Linked DNA regions of Mus musculus: regions 1 and 3 are each linked to region 2. Evidence: chromatin contacts called from public Hi-C and HiChIP or PLAC-seq data. All regions are on one chromosome and are shown on one strand. The core of a region is the stretch at or near the end of the contact, and the rest is flanking DNA. Distances in the headings are between cores, read along the strand shown. Region 1 has its middle 26 kb from the start of Gm24707. Region 2 holds the start of Vstm2a (V-set and transmembrane domain containing 2A). Region 3 holds the start of Pno1 (partner of NOB1 homolog).

Region 1 (2,700 bases), core at 144-2,643, 870 kb before region 2:
GTGAGCATCCACTTCTGTGTTTGTCAGGCCCCAGCATAGCCTCAATGTTTTTATTCCTAAGCTAAAACAGCTAATGGAAGCCAAACAACACTCTTAGTTAACATGCTTAGAACAGTGCACATACCAAGTATTCCATAAACAGTAGTTTTGCTATTCCATGCAAGATAACTACTTAATTAAAAATACATCTTATATCATTAATTTCTCCACAAGTTAAGAGCATTAGTAAGTAGAAGAAAGATTTACTTAAAACAAATGCAACAAACCACATGAAAATGGGTTTTTGAGCATCACATCTGTAAAAGCACATTAATTTTACAGCATAGTCAGCTGTAAGACACATGCTATAGAAGTCAGTAGATATCTCTCTCCTTATAAAATTATTGAATAAAAAGAAAGGCAGATGGAAGGAACTATAATATATCCTGATTGAGGTAACTCAGACCCAAAAGGGCATGCATGCTATATACTCACTAATAAGTGGATATTAGGCACACACACACACACACACACACACACACAGTTCAAAATACCCAGAATACCCAAGATAAAGACCACAGAACTAAAAAACAAAACAAAAAACAAGAAAAAAAAAGAAAGAAAGAAGGAAAGAAACAAAGAAAGGAAGGAAGGAAGGAAGGAAGGAAGGAAGGAAGGAAGAAAGAAAGAAAGAAACAACAAGAACAACATCCACAAAAACAGTCTCTTCTCAAGTCTCTTCTCATCATTTATTATCTTATATCCCGACCATAACTTTTATACTTGGTGGAGAGAAACATGTGTTTTTTTTTTCTCTCTGCTTCATAAAATTATTGTCAGTCTATTGACCCCATACTTACATAAAAGTGTTATTCAGATCTGGGTTTGCATCTCGGATGTCAGAGAAGAGAAGTCTCCCTTGGAGCTATGTCAGTTTGGCTTCTGCATTGCTGTTTTATAGCCTGATGGATCTTTGATCCAGTTAATACTCCTCTGTGTTTTTCTCATGGCTTTTCTTGTTCTGCTGAATTATTCTGGGAGCATAATCATGGGTATTCAATTGAAAGCCTGAGCAATGGCTGAAAAAGAACATGTGCTTTCTCTGAATAGATGAATAAGTGAAGGAATTAGTCTTTAAGTATATGTCTGATAATGTTATTTACAATTCTACTTTGTTTCCTAAGCAGTTAAGAGAAGTACATTTAAATGAATTGCAGGATGGATCTGTAATATAAAGTTGCCTTGCTCAAAGTAAAGCTGGTGTTTTGACTTGCAAGAGAGTCTCCTTGGTAACTGCATATCTCTGACTTTCAAATGGACCTCTATTTGAATTTCCTCCAAGATGTTAGGCTGTATTGCTCATCAAGATAGGTGTTCATTACAATCACAGTGTGTCTAGATCCAAGGGGGGAGGAGAGTGGCACTTCTCTGGGTAACAGCTGTGAAGATGAACAGATGCTGTTGATTAGCTGTGCGGTGTTGCTGATTCTAAGTAATTGTTATGAGTATTGAAATGTGGCTGAAATGATACGCTTGGCAATATCAATTTCTGTAGTATCTCATTCCTATTCATCACATTTGTTTTTTCTCATGTTTACCCAGTTCATGGGAATTTTCTTTTTATGACTATTTAGATCCCGTTAGTCATCCCTTCTACTAACATACCAAGCCTTGGGTATATTTGTTAGTAAATGGTCATGAAGGAGAAATTGGGAAGGATATCTGCTTCTAAAACTGAAGAGTCAAAGATGGAATTCTTTGTGTCCTATCTATGTAGTCTTGAACAGAAATCCATCTAAGTGGTAACATGAGCACATCAATTTTATGACACTCAAACGTTACTTACTCTAGGATCAGGAGGTCACAACATTACTAAGGTATAAGACAAGGTGTGAGATTTAGTCTATGATTAAGGCAAACAGTGTGAAATCATTTACTTGATTGTGGACTACAGAGTCTGCTACCAAACAGATGTGCTCATGTTTGTCTTGTCAGAAGAGGGCATGAAGATATGTATAAGCACTGTAGACAGCAGCAATGCAACTTGTTGGAAGTGTCATGGAGACTTTCCTCTGACTAGTAAAACATTGCATTAAAGTATCTTTGTAATGCACTTATATAAAATGTAATGTATCTAATATCAGTAATTATTTTCAGACCCATGGCAAAGCTACATACAAAAGGATAAGGTAATATGCAGCCTTCATGTTTATGGTTCTTCTGACATCCACCTCCAATACATTTAATAAACACTCAAGGTACTATTTGGATTTGAAGCCAAGGGAAAGGCAATATAAAGGATTTGATAGACATTGGGTTTTAGATCCTGATAATTACTGAACTGAACGACATTTTGTACAGTTAATTGGTGATTATTCTGGCTTTATAGGTTAATAATTAAATTGATGCATTGTGTATCAATCTGGAGGTGCTTGCATCCTGTGATAAGGGTTGTTTATCATATAATTCTATGATACTATTGCTGTTTTATAAAATTCTTATATTTGGTTTTTAATTAATTAATTTATTTATTTACATTACACATTTTATTCCCCATCGCCATCCACCCTCCAACTGTTCCACATCCCATACCTCCTCCCCCACCCTCTGTCTCCCCATGGTGCCCTCCCCCACACACCCCTGACCTCTAAACTCTTTGGTGCCTCCAGTCTCTTGAGGGTTAGGTACATCATCTTTGAATGAAAACAGACCCAGTAGTCC
Region 2 (2,970 bases), core at 323-2,822:
GACTTCAAAATCCTTTTTCTGCATTGGTTGCAAGGAAGATGGAGAATATGTCTAGCTTAAACATAACAGATGTGAAATATTCCCCATGCCTATCAGTAATGGGAGTAACTATATTTTCACAAAATAAAATGTTTTGCCATGAAGTTCATGTACCTTCATTTTTTATTTTTATTTTTATTTTTTGATATTTTAAGTTCCTGATGCATTCAACTGTAGCAGACAAGTGCTTTAAAATACTATGGCCATGGTAGGGTTAAGTTTTTGTGTGACAGGAAAGCCATCAGCCAAGCACAAACTCAAAACTTATAAAATGGAAATATATAAACTTCACTGGTTTCTGGTAGCATTATTAAGATTAATGCATATTTCCAATTACTAAGGAAGACTATATGTCTATCTACATAGGAAACTATAATGAAAATAATTTAAATTATTCGGTGATTTTGGATAAAAATAAAATTTAAAATGCAAGTTCATTGACCCAGGGTTGAGTTGGGCAAGAACTGATAGGAGTTTCTGAGTGTATTTGTTGTTTTAAGATTCTTAATTTTAAGAATACAGTATACAACTCAAGCTTTTCCAAAGCAAATGACTAGGCTTATTCCAAGTCCTGAAACTTACTGGAGGGTTGTGTGTGTGTGTGTGTGTGTGTGTGTGTGTGTGTGTGTGTGTGTGTGTGTGTCTGTGTGTGTGTGTGTGTGTGTGTGAGAGAGAGAGAGAGAGAGAGAGAGAGCCTGCTAAAATATTGTCTATTCACATAATCCTAAAGACTATTATGTAATTAATGTTATGCAAAAGGAACTGAACAAAACAAAAATAAATCTTGTAAAGAGGACCTTAATGATTTGCAAAACCCCTCCTCCACCCAGAATACTGTGGGAGGGAGGCAACGCAGGCAATGGGTATAAGCATGAAAAAGATGATACGCATAGCGTTATGGACTTTTCCTTCTGGAGCATTCTCTAATACATGACTTTTGTACTTTTTGTGCCTTCCATTCGCCAGCTGGAGTGATCTGGTGCCTGCATGAATGGCCTCTCCTGGGCTGTAAACTGCTTACAATACATTCTGGTGAAATAATAATAGCATAAGATCATTTTAGCTGGAGCAGTTAATAACTGGTTAAGCGCCTTTTTCCTCCGTGGGCTGTTTTCATCTCCCCAAAGCAGTCACTCCCAACCCACCCCACTCCTCCTCCGTCTTTAACAATGCCTCAACTTCCTCCTGAAATCCCTAACCCCTACCCCAGAGCAAACGCCAAGACCCTAAACCTGTCCTTCTCTCTTTGCAAAACGCCATCTGATCCAGCTAAACCCGAGCTGACTGATGGGAGTAAAGGCGGACTGGAGAGCAGAGATCTGCCAGGGCCCCGCATCCCCACCCCCGGCCGGCAGGTGCGCAGTCCCGGCGCTCAGAGAGTTAAAGGCATCATTGCAGCCATTAGAGGCAAAGTTGGGCGCCGCGCGAGCCCAGTCCGCGCCGCCCTGCGCCCGCTCCACTCGCCGCGGGCTCGCTGGGCGTGGGGAGGGCGGCGAGCACGCAAGCCGAGCGACTGACGTGGGACGAACTGCCAGGTAGCGGAAGCAGCCAGCCGGCGGCGGAGACACTTCACGGCGTGGCAACCCGGGTCTGTGCCTTGAAGCCTCCGGATCGCAGCCAGCTCGGTCCATCCCTCACTAGTCGCAATCCCCTGTGTCCAAGCTACTCTTTGCTATGAGCGGCAGCATGCGTGCAGTATCGCGCCCCAGGCTCTGAGAGCAGCCTGCGGACACGCTTGCCTATCTGTCTTTTTAGGTTTTGGGGCTCTGGGCTACACGGATGTGCCCCACTCCCTTGGCATGATGGGGATCTTTTTGGCGTCTGTTGGATTTATGTTCTTTTCCGTGTTATATGTACAACAAGGGCTTTCTTCTCAAGGTAAGTCGGTTGCTTGTGATGTGTTTGTGGTGATGCGTGTGTGTGCTGAACCAACTCGAAGAATGGACAGACAGCTGGAGAGTGGCTCAAACCAAGCCAATAGCGGGTTTAGATAGTATGAATAGTGTTCATTTGGGCTTTTTCTCCCAAAGTTTATTAATTGCAAGCAAGCCAGGTTTCCGAGAAACATCTAGTAGATGCAAGCCAGGTAATGATGGGTGAGTTCAGTGAGCACATACACAGGTGTGTGTGTGTGTGTGTGTGTGTGTGTGTGTGTGTGTGTGTGTGTGCATTTTCACTGTGCATGAAGAAGGCAAGCACTCAGGAATACAAAGCTGCTCTTTGGAAGGGGCTCCTCTCTGGAGGCAGAAAGCTGTAGTCCCCTTCTCTGGTCCCTGTGACTTCTTCCCCATGTGTTTACCAGAGGACCCACAAGGAGCTATGAATTGCATCATAAGAGGCAGCAGCCTGCTGGGCCCAGTTGTTCAGGACTTTGCAGGCTGCGGTGGTTGCTTCAACACCATGAGCAAATCACAGTTTTTGCCTGCTGAAGACTGCATCACTTCTGCAAGCAGAAATGCCCCAGTCCACTAGCTAATGTAAGCAGAAAAGCCTTTTCAGACGGTACCTTTTGAATAGTGTCCATTTCTATAAAACATAAAATGTTCACTTTAATTATTGCTCAATTTGGGGTTTCATAAAACAGTGAAAAGAGACACCCAGATTCACTATCTTTAAGAAAAGAGGAGAAAGTGGCTGTAATCATTCCTGCCAGCCTTTCAGTCACCCTCCTTTCATATGTGTGCCTGTGCTTGTCCTCTTCTCTCCCCCACAAATAAAAGGCTCCTTCTAGACAGACATCAGGTCTTTGCAAAGTACCCCTTGGATAAGCTAAGAACAATCGCCTTCTTAACAAAAAAACAAAAATTCCATGTTCGAGGATCCCTCTAGGGAGGGAGGGGATTTTATTTTTGTGACTTTCACATGGATCTATTAATCTTACAAGCTGGCAGTGTCAAGGTTAGTTGCAAAGGGGCTAGACGGAGTCTCTGT
Region 3 (2,700 bases), core at 17-2,516, 950 kb after region 2:
CAGCACTCTCATGTCTATGGGTGTATATCATCTATGTCATACCTTAAGGAACAAATGATGTGGTATACGTTAAGCTATCACTGTGCATCTGATATATGGTATCAGCAAATACTAAGAACACAAACCAATGACCCTGCAGTAAACAAGGCAGCTAAAGTAGAACAGAAATGTATAAACTTCTGAAGAGAGCTTGAGTTCTCTTGAAAGCTGACTGGAACTGAAGTAAGAAGACAGCAGAGAAAGTGGCCTTCTCCAGAGACCAGAGCCACCAAAGATACTGGCAGGGGAAAAAAAAACCAAAAACAAAAAAAAACAAAAAAAAGGGAAACAAACACAACTGGGTCTCCTACTTGAAAGGCAGGCTTAGTCAAGTGTCTGGCCTTTATCCCTTAGGAATGCCGAGGAGGCTAGAATACCATAATAAAAGCATTGTGATATGGGAAAATTAATTTGGCACTGACACCGAAGATCTACTGAAAAAAAAATAAAGGAATTAATTTACATTTTTTTCTAAGTGGCACACGTTTCCTCCAAAAAGAGCACTTACACTGAAGAAAGTACCTACAATTACCACTTGTTTAGGCACTACCGTGTATCATTGTCTACTTTTATTAAGGCTGAAACTACGAAATGGTAGGCTACGAAATGGCTACCCTCTTCCTTACCCTGATTTCTACATTCCTTGATTTCAGGTTAAAGCGTATCTGAAGTCCCAAATGTTCTACAATCGGAGTAAATATCTTCATCCAGTTTTCTTTCAACGGTGTGTATCTGTTACCTGGGACGGGAATTTTCCTCGTTTCTTCTTTCCCAGTCTGCAATAAAAACATACACACTCAGGAGGCGACTGAGAGATGCGGGCCTAGGCGAAAAAACAAACAAACAAACAAACCCCCCAAAACAACAAAACAAAACAAAACCGAGAACCGACCCTTTCACCTGGACGCCCGGGCCCCGCCCCGCCCCGTCCCGTCCCGTCCTGATCCCCACCAGGAGCTGATCCCCGGAGAGCGGCGGGAAGACCGGCCTCTTCGCCGGCCGCGCCTCCTCCGTGTCCATGCGTCCGGCTTCTCCATCCTGTCCCGCCGCTGACGACTGCTCAGCCTGTCGTTTCTTCGCCCGGCGGCCCCCTCTGTGCGTGACGGGAGTAAAGCCGTCCTCCGTTCCGGTGCTTTGCGTCTCCATCTCGGCCAAGATCAATCCCGGCAAGTACGACTAGAGGAACACGTGCGTGGTTGTACAGCGCATGCGCCAGCCTCCACCAATCGATTTGAAGACACCACCCCTTTTCCTAGGCGGGGTCCATGCCAGGGGCCTAAGGCTGGATTGGTCCGCGTTTCGGAATTGCTGTCCTGGGATATGCCTGTTTGCTAATGTCTCCGTGCCCTCATACGCTCGCAGCCGAAGCATTCACAGTCTTTACTGTGTCTATGTAAAGTCGTTGTGGTAACGGCAGTAAATTAGCTTGTGCCATGTGTGGAGAAGCATCTGTTGCGGTCTCAGTAGCTCACACGGCATTTTCGGAGGCATCCAAGCCCAACTTGCTAAGGCTTCCGGGTAGAATGCGGCTAGGGAGGGACAAACTGCCCCTGATCTGTTTGCAGTCTGGTTACCAAGTTAGCGTTTGGTTGCATCTACACCATGTCCACCTTCGAGAAGCCTCAGATCATTGTCCACATTCAAAAGGGCCTCAACTACACAGTGTTCGACAGCAAATGGGTGCCCTGCAGTGCCAAATTCGTGACGATGGGCAACTTTGCCCGGGGCACCGGCGTTATCCAGGTGTACGAGATCCAGCGCGGGGACCTCAAGCTGCTGCGGGAGGTGGGTGCAGGCTTGGACCGTTTGGGTTTGCGTGATCTAGGGTCTGATTCCTCAATGCTCCAGCAGAAACAGAAAGGAGGTGACAGATTGAGAAATACTTCAAACTAGGCTCTCACTGCAGCCTCTTCCTCCCACCATCCTCCGTGCAGTCCGTTGCAAGGTTTCTGGGAAGTGAAGTTAACATTTCGTGGCAACGTTCTTGGACCTTATAGGCTGTTAGCAGTTGTCGTAGTCTACTAGTAGATATATGCAATAAACCCACATTTCATACAAGCAAAACCAAAGGAGGCACCGGGATACCTACAACAAAGTTGATGACGAACTAGTAAATACCACATCCTTTCAAGAAGTGTCAGTTCAATGCCTGATAGTCCCAGGCATGGGAATTGCAATGCCAGCTATATCATGGAGTTTATTTTCTGTTGGGGGAGACAGTCCAACAGCCAGACCAAGAATGCATACATACATGTAAACTCATCAAGATGAGTTTTCTAATGTGCAGGTCTATAAAAGTAAAAACAGATGCAGGACGAGTAGAAACTAACTAAAGCAAATTTAGAGTAGAGTATGAAGTTTCTTACAAAAAACAGCATGTGAGAAAGCTCAGTGATAATGGTGGAAGGTAGTTTATTATCTTTTTAAAAAAGAAAAACACGAGCTAGAAGTGGTGTTGCACACCTTTACTCACGGCAATCAAGAGAAAACAGCAGGAGAATTTCAGTTTGAAACCCTATCTGCAACAACCACAACCCCCGTAAAATAAAATAAAATACACATTCATAAGGGATAAGTAATGACCATTGCAAGATATGTAAGACATTCCACAGATTTGTCCTTCATTTTGCTTTAAGGAAAACAGGACACCACTGAAGGACT

Evidence for each region. A called contact is a pair of places that touch in the nucleus more often than the background predicts. HiChIP or PLAC-seq counts read pairs in DNA pulled down with a chosen protein or histone mark.
Region 1: a contact with region 2 is called in a Hi-C map of cortical neurons, with 5 times the contacts expected there. The contact joins the enhancer-like site here to the promoter of Vstm2a in region 2. A contact is called at or near these places in 6 of 39 promoter capture datasets (the HPC-7 cell line, embryonic stem cells, hippocampal neurons and 2 more), 2 of 484 Hi-C or Micro-C datasets (both in cortical neurons) and 1 of 115 datasets of contacts at active chromatin or transcription factors (SST interneurons).
Region 3: an H3K4me3 HiChIP or PLAC-seq map of embryonic stem cells shows a contact between it and region 2, with 4 times the contacts expected there. The contact joins the promoter of Pno1 here to the promoter of Vstm2a in region 2. A contact is called at or near these places in 2 of 115 datasets of contacts at active chromatin or transcription factors (astrocytes and embryonic stem cells).

What each region holds. Positions count from the first base shown.
Region 1 is chr11:15,385,083-15,387,782 of GRCm38.p6, forward strand. No RefSeq gene overlaps it. Among named protein-coding and RNA genes, the nearest start is that of Gm24707, 26 kb to the right of the region's middle. Within about 2 kb of position 1,394, at least 5 of the 459 cell types and tissues checked have an H3K27ac peak or open chromatin away from gene starts, as enhancers often do. A contact at or near this core is called in cortical neurons, where this site is marked.
Region 2 is chr11:16,256,170-16,259,139 of GRCm38.p6, forward strand. Vstm2a (V-set and transmembrane domain containing 2A) reads left to right here and starts at 1,573. Exons shown (of 5, transcript NM_001290539.2): 1 at 1,573-1,917. The coding sequence starts at 1,839.
Region 3 is chr11:17,210,323-17,213,022 of GRCm38.p6, forward strand. It overlaps Pno1 (partner of NOB1 homolog), which reads right to left and starts at 1,267. Exons shown (of 7, transcript NM_025443.2): 1 at 991-1,267; 2 at 666-815. The coding sequence starts at 1,185. It overlaps Wdr92 (WD repeat domain 92), which reads left to right and starts at 1,571. Exons shown (of 8, transcript NM_178909.4): 1 at 1,571-1,824. The coding sequence starts at 1,642.